3 separate regions of the Mus musculus genome follow, and all the other regions are linked to region 1. Evidence: chromatin contacts called from public HiChIP or PLAC-seq data. All regions are on one chromosome and are shown on one strand. Each heading gives the region's core, a stretch centred on a gene start, on an enhancer-like site or on the middle of the called end of the contact. The rest is flanking DNA. Distances are from core to core; before and after follow the strand shown. Region 1 holds the start of Cfh (complement component factor h). Region 2 holds the start of 4930590L20Rik (RIKEN cDNA 4930590L20 gene). Region 3 overlaps Kcnt2 (potassium channel, subfamily T, member 2).

Region 1 (3,493 bases), core at 621-3,120:
TGAACCACAAACAATGATGAATAAGAAAGAGTTAAAAAGTAACACAATATGCATATTAATTATATAATAAGACATGTGCTACTTTTAACTTTCACATTCTTGGCTATCTACATTTTTGATTATTTTATTATAAGCCTCTATTTTATAATGGCTTCACTGAAGATAAAAAAGGAAAAAAATTCTATCAGAGTGGCTTAGAATTTGTGTATTGTTAGCAAAATAACAAAAATGTCATCACAAGTTCACCATGATTTATAATGTCTGTAAGTTTTTATTATTGGCAAACTTTTGAAAACTTCTGTCAAATTTCTTTGACAAAATGAACAGCATGTCAGGACACTAAGCTCTTGTGACATGATTAATATTAAACACTCTGAATTTGAGGGTTTGTAAATTGTTCTGATATCAGTGTCTTTCATGGGGAGGGGTCCATGACTGAAGAAAACCAAAATGAGCTCAGCAACATTCATCACTGCTCTCTGTAACAGGACTGCTGTCACCACGTGACCGGATGCTCCTAGGCTGTTCTTCCCTGATTGGCAGGCTCTCTGTTTGGGAACTGTGAGCAGAAATACACCTTTCCAAAAAAAAAAAAAAAAGAAAGAAATACACCTATCCTTCCCTTAGCAGCTTTCTCTGGCATCTTGTCACATCCACAAGACACGCAACTACTACAATGAGTTACTGGCAGTTGAATTCCTACACATTTAATGAAATAGAAAACAAGCCATCCGAAAACGCCGTTCTGTATAGACTTTGGATATTAGACCATCAGCTTGAGTATCGCACTCCTGACAGTTTATGGCTTTAAGAAAGTGTTTAAGTGCTCTATGCTCAGTTAACTCATCTATATGCTTGAGCTACAACAGCTTACCAAACCCCACACTATCTAACATTCGTAGCCCAATTTGTACTATTTTCAAGCTGAAATCTGTCCTTACCATGTACAGGAACAACTAAAAATTGTGCTATATTCAAATAATTGAATATTACATAGAATGACAAATGAACAGTTAGGAGCCATGTCCAACAAACACAGTTCTACGTAAATACAGGAGTAAATTACATAAAGTACAGGTAAATACAGTCCATGTTCTTAGAAACACTGACAGTGGGTGGAAGGAAACCTGGAGGGCACAGAGGGTACCAAGGTTATTAGGTTGGGAGTTGAATATCTGCCTCAGTTCTGCATCAATTCAGCATGCTGCTGACACTTTTTTTCCACCTCTATATTTCTTACTATAAAATACCTCAATGACAAGTTAGAAAATTAGCATTTCAAGTTGATGGGTTTTTTTTACTTATTTTTTTCCTTTTTCTATTGGATATTTTCTTTATTTACATTTCAAATGCTATCCCAAAAGTCCCCTATACCCTCCCTCCCCACCCCAGCCCTGCTTCCCTACCCACTCACTCCCACTTCTTGGCCCTGGCTTTCCCCTGTACTGGGGCATATAAAGTTTGCTAGACCAAGGTCCTCACAGACCAGTTGCTTCACACATATAAAAAGAATTTCTTGGGAGATTCAATTCATTAATTTTAGAAAACCAATCCCATAATCAACATCCATTAGCATGACAATCTTTTCAACATTTCTGTATTATGTATGCATGGGTGTTGGTCCTGAAAACACTGCCTAACTGAAGTTCTCTCAATGATTTTTAAATGTGCCTTCATGCTTTCTGTTCTGTGGTTTGTCCACAGTAGAACACAATTTAAAGGATTATGAAATCCAGCCCTTGCTCACATTTCCAGAAATGTGAACTTGTTTCCAAGCAAAACAAGCTGTGATTTACAAGAACAATCCAGCAGGTCACTGACAGGGCATAGTAACAACAAGAGATAAAACGCCCATGCTGCTGGACTTGTGGTCTACTATTTTAGTTTACTTTGCAGAAGTTGCTCATGGGCGGAGCAATCCTGATTTCCTAAACTGACTTTCAACTTCCCTTTGAAGCAAGTCTTTCCCTGCTGTGACCACAGTTCATAGCAGAGAGGAACTGGATGGTACAGCACAGATTTCTCTTGGAGTCAGTTGGTCCCAGAAAGATCCAAATTATGAGACTGTCAGCAAGAATTATTTGGCTTATATTATGGACTGTTTGTGCAGCAGAAGGTAAGCTGGAAACATTCTTTTCTCCTTCTTGCTGAGCCAAATTATAAAACATTTGCAGAAAATGTTTCTCACAGCAATCATTCAAATTATGTCTGGAAAATATATGTAATTACTAGTCTGTTACTTAGTGGATTTGGGTGGTAAGTTTAAAAACTGTAAACTGTTCATTTGACTATTGTAGTTGATAATTTGGCGAAATGTAAAACTCGAGACAGTGCTTTAAACAACCATTTGCAATCTATAATTGGGCATAGTCATTCAACTTTTAGTTATCATGATACAGGCTCCTGTTTTGTTCATGAGTGTCCCTGAAATATTTTATGTAAAACTAGTAAGAAATATGTAAACATCCAAACTTAATGAAAGCATTCACTTTTATTTTAATGAGTGGATTTATTTCAGGCATATTTCTAACCCTTCATAAATACATCATTTTACTGATACTGCCATGGCTTTAAAAGTTTTGTTCATAAGAACTGCAAGCATGAGATAAAATGATTATAAAATTTGACAGATAATCTGTACACAGTATTGGAAGGATCTGATTTGTTCCTGGTTTTGTTTTCTGAGAGTACATGTGAGGCATATTTGCTTCTGAAAGCCATTTTGAGGTAGGTAATATGAGTGTTGGAGTTCTTCTTTCATGGCAGTAACAGAAATTCCGACTTTATTATTCACTTAAATTCTACCAAAAATTGCTTAGTTTATCCATCGAAAGAGTTTACTCTGCTAATTTATGATAGGCAACTAGTTATGTGAAAAAACAATTAATTAACTCTTCTTTGTGTTTTGATTGTTTAAGATAGGGTGTCACTACACCCTTGGACTCACTGTAGTCCTCCTGACAGCCTCCCATGGGCTGAGGTTACAGGTGGGAGTGACTGCCATCCCTGACTTTTTATTTCAAGTGAATGACATAACTTTAATAATTTCCTTAAATGTTTCTCTTAGCTAATGCTTTGTAACTTGAGGCTTTGCTGTAGCCTCTTCACTAAAGAATTCTAACAACCTCTGACTGAATATTTACCAAATCTGGGAAGAAGAATAGATACAGATTCTTAGTTATATCTTTTTGTAAAATTCTAAAAAAATATTTAAGGGTATTTAATACTTTTTGAAAGAGTAAACTTTTTAAATCATATTTTCTAATATTATTCCTTATATTTTAGCTTTTGAATCTTATATTTAAGATTAAGGCAGTCATTTCCTTGTGTATGAAAATATAAGTATTGCTAAAATGAAATATTGACCAGTAATTCTAAATCAATGGTGATATTACCAAACATAACTCAACTTTTTATTTTGTCAAAGTCAATGTTTCATCTTTTATTTTGATGCTCTACTTGAATAATAATGCTTACTAAGAGATTTCTTTAG
Region 2 (3,493 bases), core at 391-2,890, 470 kb before region 1:
ATGCAAAAAAAAAGGTCATAAATATATATTACACAGCCTAAGAGTCACAGAGTAGAACACATGACAGTAGGCTTGAAGTTAAAACACAGTATTTTAAAAACAGATATTACAAAATGCCTTTGATAAAGAATGCGTAAATGATGGAATATTGTGTAGCTATGTAAGTGTTTTAAAGACTCTGGGAGAATCGCACGTTAAATTACTAAATTTGAAACTTAAGATACAAAATAATAAATGCACCTATGTATATAATATATATTACTTAATTATAAATTATATATTATTTGTGTATTGTTGAAATACAACTAAGTATTATATAATGTTTATTGTTATAACATGTCTACATATAATTTAGATAACTCTAAGTAAAATTATTAAAAGCACTGATTTAGTGGTAGAATTTTGATCAATAATGATTTTAGATTTCATGTATTTGTTGAATATTCCAAAATCTCCTAAAACTTATATTGATCTATTTTATAATAATATGCCTTACTGGTATGTCAAGCGCAAATACAGCTGGGACTAATGCTGGTGTTGGAAAATGTCATTTTTAAATCAGCCTTTCATGGTGAATATTAGATTCATTGATGCTAGATAAATTATTTTCACAGATCAATTAAATGTGTCTATTCTGCTTTATATTTTATAAAAATGAATTAGCACAAGAACTGTACACATTAAGAACATTTTATTAGCCTTAAGATTTTATACTCATGTTAAAACCCCACTCAGATTTAATTTTGTACCCTTTTGAATACAAAATACGCTTCTGAAAAATTTTAAATTCTTTTCTCCCACTAAAAATGGTTTAAATTTTACAAGTCTTTTTTAATCAGATATTTTCTTTATTTACATTTCAAATTGTATCGCCTTTCCTCATTTCACCTCTGAAAATACTCCTATCCTCTCCCCTCTCCTCCTGCTCACTAACCCACCCACTCTTGCTTCCTTGTCCTGGCATTCCCCTACACTGGGACATCGAGCCTTCATAAGACCAAGGGACGCTCCTCTCATTGATATCTCGCAGGCCATCCTCTGCTACATATGCAGCTGGAACCATGGATCCCTTCATGTGCACTTTTTGGTTTGTAGTTTAGTCCCTGGGAGATCTGGGGGTACTGGTTAGTTCATATTGTTGTTCCACCCATGGGATTTCAAATCCGAATTTCAGCTCTTTGGTCCTTTCTCTAGTTCCTCCATTGGGGCCCCTGTGCTCAGTCCAATGGATAGCTGTGAGAATCCACTTCTGTATTTGTCAGTCACTGGCAGAGCCTCTCAGAAAACAGCTATAACAGGCTCTTATTAGCAAGCACTTGTTGGTATCCTCAATAGTCTCTGGGTTTGGTATTGCGTCCCGCTCGACCGGCAAGAAAGACGCAACAAACCAGAATCTTCCGCGGCAAGAGCTTTATTGCTTGTTTCTCAGGAAGATCCCAAACTGGGAAAATGGTGCTGCTTTTATAACCCGCAGCGTGACGTTTCAGCACCTGATATGGCGTGACAGCTCCTGATTTGTTGCTTGCCCATCACCCCACTATTACACCCCGATAATGGGAGTGACTAGGAGTGAATTCACTCTCGCACCTGCGTACAAGGCTTGTTTACTAGTTAGGCACAGCGGAGGCCCGCGCCATCTTATAATGGCGATTGCTCGCGGCACACACGGCTCTCCTCAGAGATTACCGGAATTTTATATGGAATGGATCGGCAGGTGGGACAGTCACTGGATGGCCTTTCTTTCACCTTCTGCTCCAAACTTTGTCTCTGTGTCTCCTCCCTTGAGTATTTTGTTCCCCCTTCTAAGAAGGACTGAAACATTCACACTTTGGTCTTACTTCTTCTAGAGTTTCATGTGGTCTGTGGATTGTATCTTGCGTATTCTGAACTTCTGAGATAATATCCACTTATTAGTGAGTACATATTATATGTGTTCTTTTGTGATTGTTTTACCTCACTCAGGATATTTTCTAGTTCCATCCGTTTGCCTAAGAACTTCATGACTTCATCCTTTTTAATAGCTGATTAGTACTCCAACACATTTTCTGTATCCAATCCTCTGTTGAAGGACATCTAGATCCTTTCCAGCTTTGGGCAATTACAACTAAAGCTGCTATGAACATAGTAGAGCATGTGTCCTTGTTACACGTTGGAGCATATTCTGGGTATATGCTCAGGAGTGGTATAACTGGGTCCTCAGGTAGTACTAGGTCCAATTTGCTGAGCAACCACAAAACTGATTTCCAGATGGTTGTAACAGCTTGCAATCTCACCAGCAAGGGAGGAGTGTTCCTTTCTCCACATCCTCGCCAGCATCTGCTGTCACCTGAGATTTTGAACTTAACCATTCTGACTGATGTGATGTGGAATCTCAGGGTCATTTTGACTTGACTTTCTCTTATGACTAAGGATGTTGAACATTTCTTTAAGTGATTTTTCAGCCATTTGACATTCCTCAGATGAGAATTCTTTGTTAACCTTTGTACCCCATTTTTAATATGGTTATTTGGTCTCTGGAGACTAACTTCTTGAGTTCTTTGTATATATTGGATATTAGCCCTCTATCAGATGTAGGGTTGATAAAGATCTTTTCCCAAACTGTTGGTGGCCTTTTTGTCCTATTGACAGTTTCCTTTGCCATATTGAAGTTTTGTAATTTTATGAGGTCCCATTTGTGAATTCTTGATCTTAGAGCATAAGCTATTGGTGTTTTGTTCAAGAAATTTTCCTCTGTGCCCTTGTGAAGAATTGAGTTGGGATTTTGATGGAGATAGTATTGAATCTGTAGATTGCTTTTGGAAAAATGGCCATTTTTGTTATATTAATCCTGTCAATCCATGAGCATGTGAGATCTTTCCTCTTCTGAGAGCCTCAATTTCTTTGTTGAGAGACTTGAAATTCTTGTCATACAGATCTTCCACTTGTTTAGTTAGAGTCACACCAAGATATTTTATATTATTTGTGACTATTGTGAAAGGTGTGGTTTCCTTAATTTCCTTTGAGTAGAGGAAGGCCACTGATTTTTTTTTTTGAGTTAATTTTATATCCCCAGCCACTTTGTTGAAGATGTTTATCAAGTTTAGGAGTTCTCTGGTGGAATTTTTGGGTCACTTAAGTACACTATCATCTGCAAATAGTGATATTTTGACTTCTTCCTTTCCAATTTGTATCACTTTGACCTTCTTTTAATGTCTAATTGCTCTGGCTAGGCCTTCAAGTACTATATTGAACAGTTAAGGAGAGAGTGGACAGCCTCTCCTAGTCCCTGATTTTAGTGGGATTGTTTCAAGTTTCTCTCCATTTAGTTTTATGTTGGCTACTGGTTTGTTGTATACTGCTTTTACTATGTTTATAAGTGCCTTGAATTCCTGATCTTTCCAAGACTTTTATCATGGAGGGGTGTTGGATTTTGTCACATGCTTTCTCAGCATCTAATGAAATGATCATGTGATTTTAATCTGAGTTGGTTTATTTAGTGGATAACATTGATGGA
Region 3 (3,493 bases), core at 743-3,242, 270 kb before region 1:
TGTCATAATCTTCAGTGTCAATTGTCACAATACAAATATATTGCATTATTGAAAATCTTTCTCAATGACATAGCCATATGTAAATCACCATTTGACTGTTAGTCTCTCATAGCTGAAAAAAATGGAGGAATTACAGAAAGGACTTAAGGAGTTGAAGGGATTTGCAACCCCATAGGAAGAACAACAATATCAACCAACCAGACCCCCAAGAGCTCCTAGGGACTAAACCACCAACCAAAGAGTAACCCATAGCTCTGGCTGCTTATGTAGCAGATGGCCTTGTCAGTCATCATTGGGAGGAGAAGTCCTTGGTCCTGTGAAGGCTCAAAATCCCAGTGTAGGAGAATGCCAGGGCAGTGAGGCAGGAATGGGTGGGTGATTGAGGGGGCATCCTCACAGAAGCAGGGGGAGGGGGGATGGGATACGGTGTTTCCAGAAAGGAAACCAGGATAGGGGATAATATTTGAAATGTAAATAATGAAAATGTCCAATAAAAGAAAAGAAAAATCCAAAAAAAAAAATTCAAAAATTGACTATAAAAGAAAGTTAGTGTTTCTTCCATAGAACAAAGAAACTGGTCAACTCAGTGTGACATTGGAGATGTGGAAATACATACACAATGGTGAGTATTACTGCTGGGTACATGCATCAAGATGAATGGCAGCAGAGGATAAACTTCGCAATATGAGGAAACAGAAAAAGTGAATGTTTCGGTGCCATCATGGCAAGCAGAAGCCCTAAATAAAAAGGGAGCCTATCTAAAGATCCTCTAGATGTAATTGATGAAAGAAAAAATAGTGGGTTCTTTTGTATATTCTCTGTAGATGTAGCTGAGAAGGGCTGGTACGTGGATTTTAGGTAAAGAAATTATAGTTGTTTTTGAAAATCTACATTTTGAAATGTCTGTTAATAATTTAATAGGTAATAATGGTTACACAGTTTGAGATATAGCACCCACGCTCATAATGGCTACTGACAGAGAATGGTAAAAGTAGAAATCTTGTACATTAATGACATATTCTAACACTCTCTCTCTCTCTCTCTCTCTCTCTCTCTCTCACACACACACACACACACACATGAAAGAAATTTGTTTTAGAATTCTCCTGATAGATAGATAAATGATCTTATGGTTTTTAGACAATGGTATTTAAACCATGTCTTCTGGCACATGATGCCTTTATTTCTCTTGATCTACAGCAATCCTTAAGGATTCCAAAGAGAAAACATCCCTTAGTGGACATCTCTCTTTCTTCCTAATTTTCAAGTCCTACTGACCATGTGATCATTCAATTTTTTTTTCTCTACAATATTCTGAAGAGAACTTATTTAGACTGAGGCTACTTTTTCATATCTTTCTTAATCCTTTTCTGTCTTAAACCTGTGAGTTAATAGTACATTCTCTCCAATATAATAATATATATTCATATTATATATTTATTTTAGTCTATTCTTCTAAACGTTAATGTAAGAAAATGAGTTAACATGAGAAGCAGGTACTAAGCTATACTTAAGAGCTGATAGTCTTACACTTTCCATTTACTGGTCACTGATTTTCTTGTGTGTTTGAAATAGTAACAATTCAGTTTTGGAATGCCTTTTCTTTACTATCATTTTTGGTCATTATTAAATAAGCTTAGAGGAATGGAGATCTGAGGTTGTGCAGCTGACACAATGAAAATGCTGTATGGTACCCAGTCAATAGTTACACATTTTGTGCTTTATTTAACACATTCTTCATTAAGAGTACAAACTATTAGTACCAGCAGAGCTCCTTGGAATTATACCACCAATCAAAGAAAACACATGGTGGGACTCATGGCTCTAGCTGCATTTGTAGCAGAGGATGGCTGTTGTGGATAGCCCTGGGGCTAATTATATTTGATGTTAATTCTGTTCTCCTGTGAGCAGTTGTGAACAAGGAATGAGTCAGCCCTCAGGTGATTTCCTGTAAACCTGCTTCCCACCTTAATTTGTAAAATAAAGGAGAGCTGATGATTGGGCAGATAAAAGAGAAGGTGGGGGAGAGAGAAGGAGAAAATGGAAGATCGAGAGGACCCAGAAGAGGAGGAGGAGAAAAAAAAGAGAAAAGCAGAGCAGAAGTACATGGCCTGGAGAAACTGCAAGTTCTAAGGGGTCTCATAAGCTGTGGAAGATGGTAATGTAGTGGTAGATCTGCCCAATTTAGGCACACAGCATGTAATCATATTAATTGTGTTGTGTTTTCATTGCTGGGGCATATTTGCATTGGGGAGAATTACTGCAGTAGATGGCCTAGTTGGTCATCAGTGGGAGGAGAGGCCCTTGGTCCTGTGAAGGCTCTATGCCCCAGTATAGGGGAATGCCAGGACCAGGAATGGGAGTGGGTGGGTTAGTGAGCAGGGGGAGGAGAAAGGGGATAGGGGATTTTCAGAGGGGAAAATAGGAAAGGGGATAACATTTGAAATGTAAATGAAAAAATATGTAATAAAAATTTTAAAAAAATAACTTAAAATAAAAAGCACAAACTATTGAAAGGGAAGCTTGTTTGTGAATGAGTGACCTATGTCTTTTTGGAAGCTTATCTTCAAAACATAATTACATTACCTATGAGCCACACTTTTTTAGTTGAGTTTTTGTAATGTATATACAGAATATAAAACTTATTTTACTCAACATTTTATTCTTTCTGCCTCTTTTTAGGTATACAACTTTTTTCTTCATTTTTATGGTGATAAGAATAAGAACCTATCTTTTCTATTGCTCACAAAATCCATTTATAGGCTTTCACATTGGATATAATCAAAACAGAAGTTATTGTTTCAATTGTGCTTCAGTATGTTCAAATAATAAAATCCACTTATTGAATGCTTGCTGCTATTTGTTTGACAGAAGAAACATACACCAATCTCCATGATAAGGGATAACTTACTGTAGGGTTTTCACTGTGTAGTATTTATGTAGTTGTAAGCAGAAATTTAAATTTTTTTACCCTGGCCACTTTTATTAATATGTTTTACTTTTAAAATGCATAATGTATAATCATTGGAAGATGTTTTTAGGGTTATTTGAGGATTTCATTTAAAGAGCTAAATATAAAAATGCATTGTTTGGATATCCATGAAAGTCAAAGTAGCACTTAAGCAATGTAAGAACACAATAAAAACCATCACGGTAATGTGATTTTTAGCAATTATTATTTGACCACAATTGCTATTAATTTTCTATAGTTACATATTGAAATCAACCCCTAATAACTCAACATATGCTTTACTCATCAAAATTCTACATATCAACATGCTTTGAGTTGGCTGGTGCCTAAGAGAGAGTTCTGCAAGCTGGTAGATGAGTCTTACTTCTCCTCTTGCTATTTGTTCTTTTGGGAAAGTAAACAGGGCTTCTTCAGATGCAGCCCAGAGGCTGCAAGACCACATTCCAGTAAGACACACATGCTAGAGTTGGCTCCTTGGGGACCATCATTTTAATGATCTATTAAACAAGCTGACAGCTTTAT

The links. HiChIP or PLAC-seq counts read pairs in DNA pulled down with a chosen protein or histone mark.
Region 2: a contact with region 1 is called in an H3K27ac HiChIP or PLAC-seq map of embryonic stem cells, with 8 times the contacts expected there. The contact joins the promoter of 4930590L20Rik here to the promoter of Cfh in region 1. A contact is called at or near these places in 24 of 39 promoter capture datasets (the 3T3-L1 cell line, 3T3-L1-derived adipocytes, the C10 cell line and 14 more), 6 of 15 datasets of contacts at CTCF or cohesin (embryonic stem cells, large pre-B cells, pro-B cells and 1 more), 50 of 484 Hi-C or Micro-C datasets (3T3-L1-derived adipocytes, the AtT-20 cell line, the C10 cell line and 22 more), 8 of 115 datasets of contacts at active chromatin or transcription factors (embryonic basal ganglia, embryonic stem cells and stem cell-derived neural progenitor cells) and 4 of 9 other capture datasets (adipose tissue, embryonic stem cells, liver and 1 more).
Region 3: an Esrrb HiChIP or PLAC-seq map of embryonic stem cells shows a contact between it and region 1, with 5 times the contacts expected there. The contact joins the enhancer-like site here to the promoter of Cfh in region 1. A contact is called at or near these places in 14 of 39 promoter capture datasets (the 3T3-L1 cell line, the C10 cell line, the HPC-7 cell line and 7 more), 2 of 484 Hi-C or Micro-C datasets (embryonic stem cells and liver), 5 of 115 datasets of contacts at active chromatin or transcription factors (embryonic stem cells and fibro-adipogenic progenitors) and 1 of 9 other capture datasets (adipose tissue).

What each region holds. Positions count from the first base shown.
Region 1 is chr1:140,181,788-140,185,280 of GRCm38.p6, reverse strand. It overlaps Cfh (complement component factor h), which reads left to right and starts at 1,870. Exons shown (of 22, transcript NM_009888.3): 1 at 1,870-2,116. The coding sequence starts at 2,005.
Region 2 is chr1:140,654,549-140,658,041 of GRCm38.p6, reverse strand. 4930590L20Rik (RIKEN cDNA 4930590L20 gene) reads left to right here and starts at 1,640. Exons shown (of 4, transcript NR_040604.1): 1 at 1,640-1,714.
Region 3 is chr1:140,452,175-140,455,667 of GRCm38.p6, reverse strand. The region is part of intron 13 of Kcnt2 (potassium channel, subfamily T, member 2); the gene reads right to left. Among named protein-coding and RNA genes, the nearest start is that of 4930590L20Rik, 200 kb to the left of the region's middle. Within about 2 kb of position 1,992, at least 5 of the 459 cell types and tissues checked have an H3K27ac peak or open chromatin away from gene starts, as enhancers often do. A contact at or near this core is called in embryonic stem cells and stem cell-derived epiblast-like cells, where this site is marked.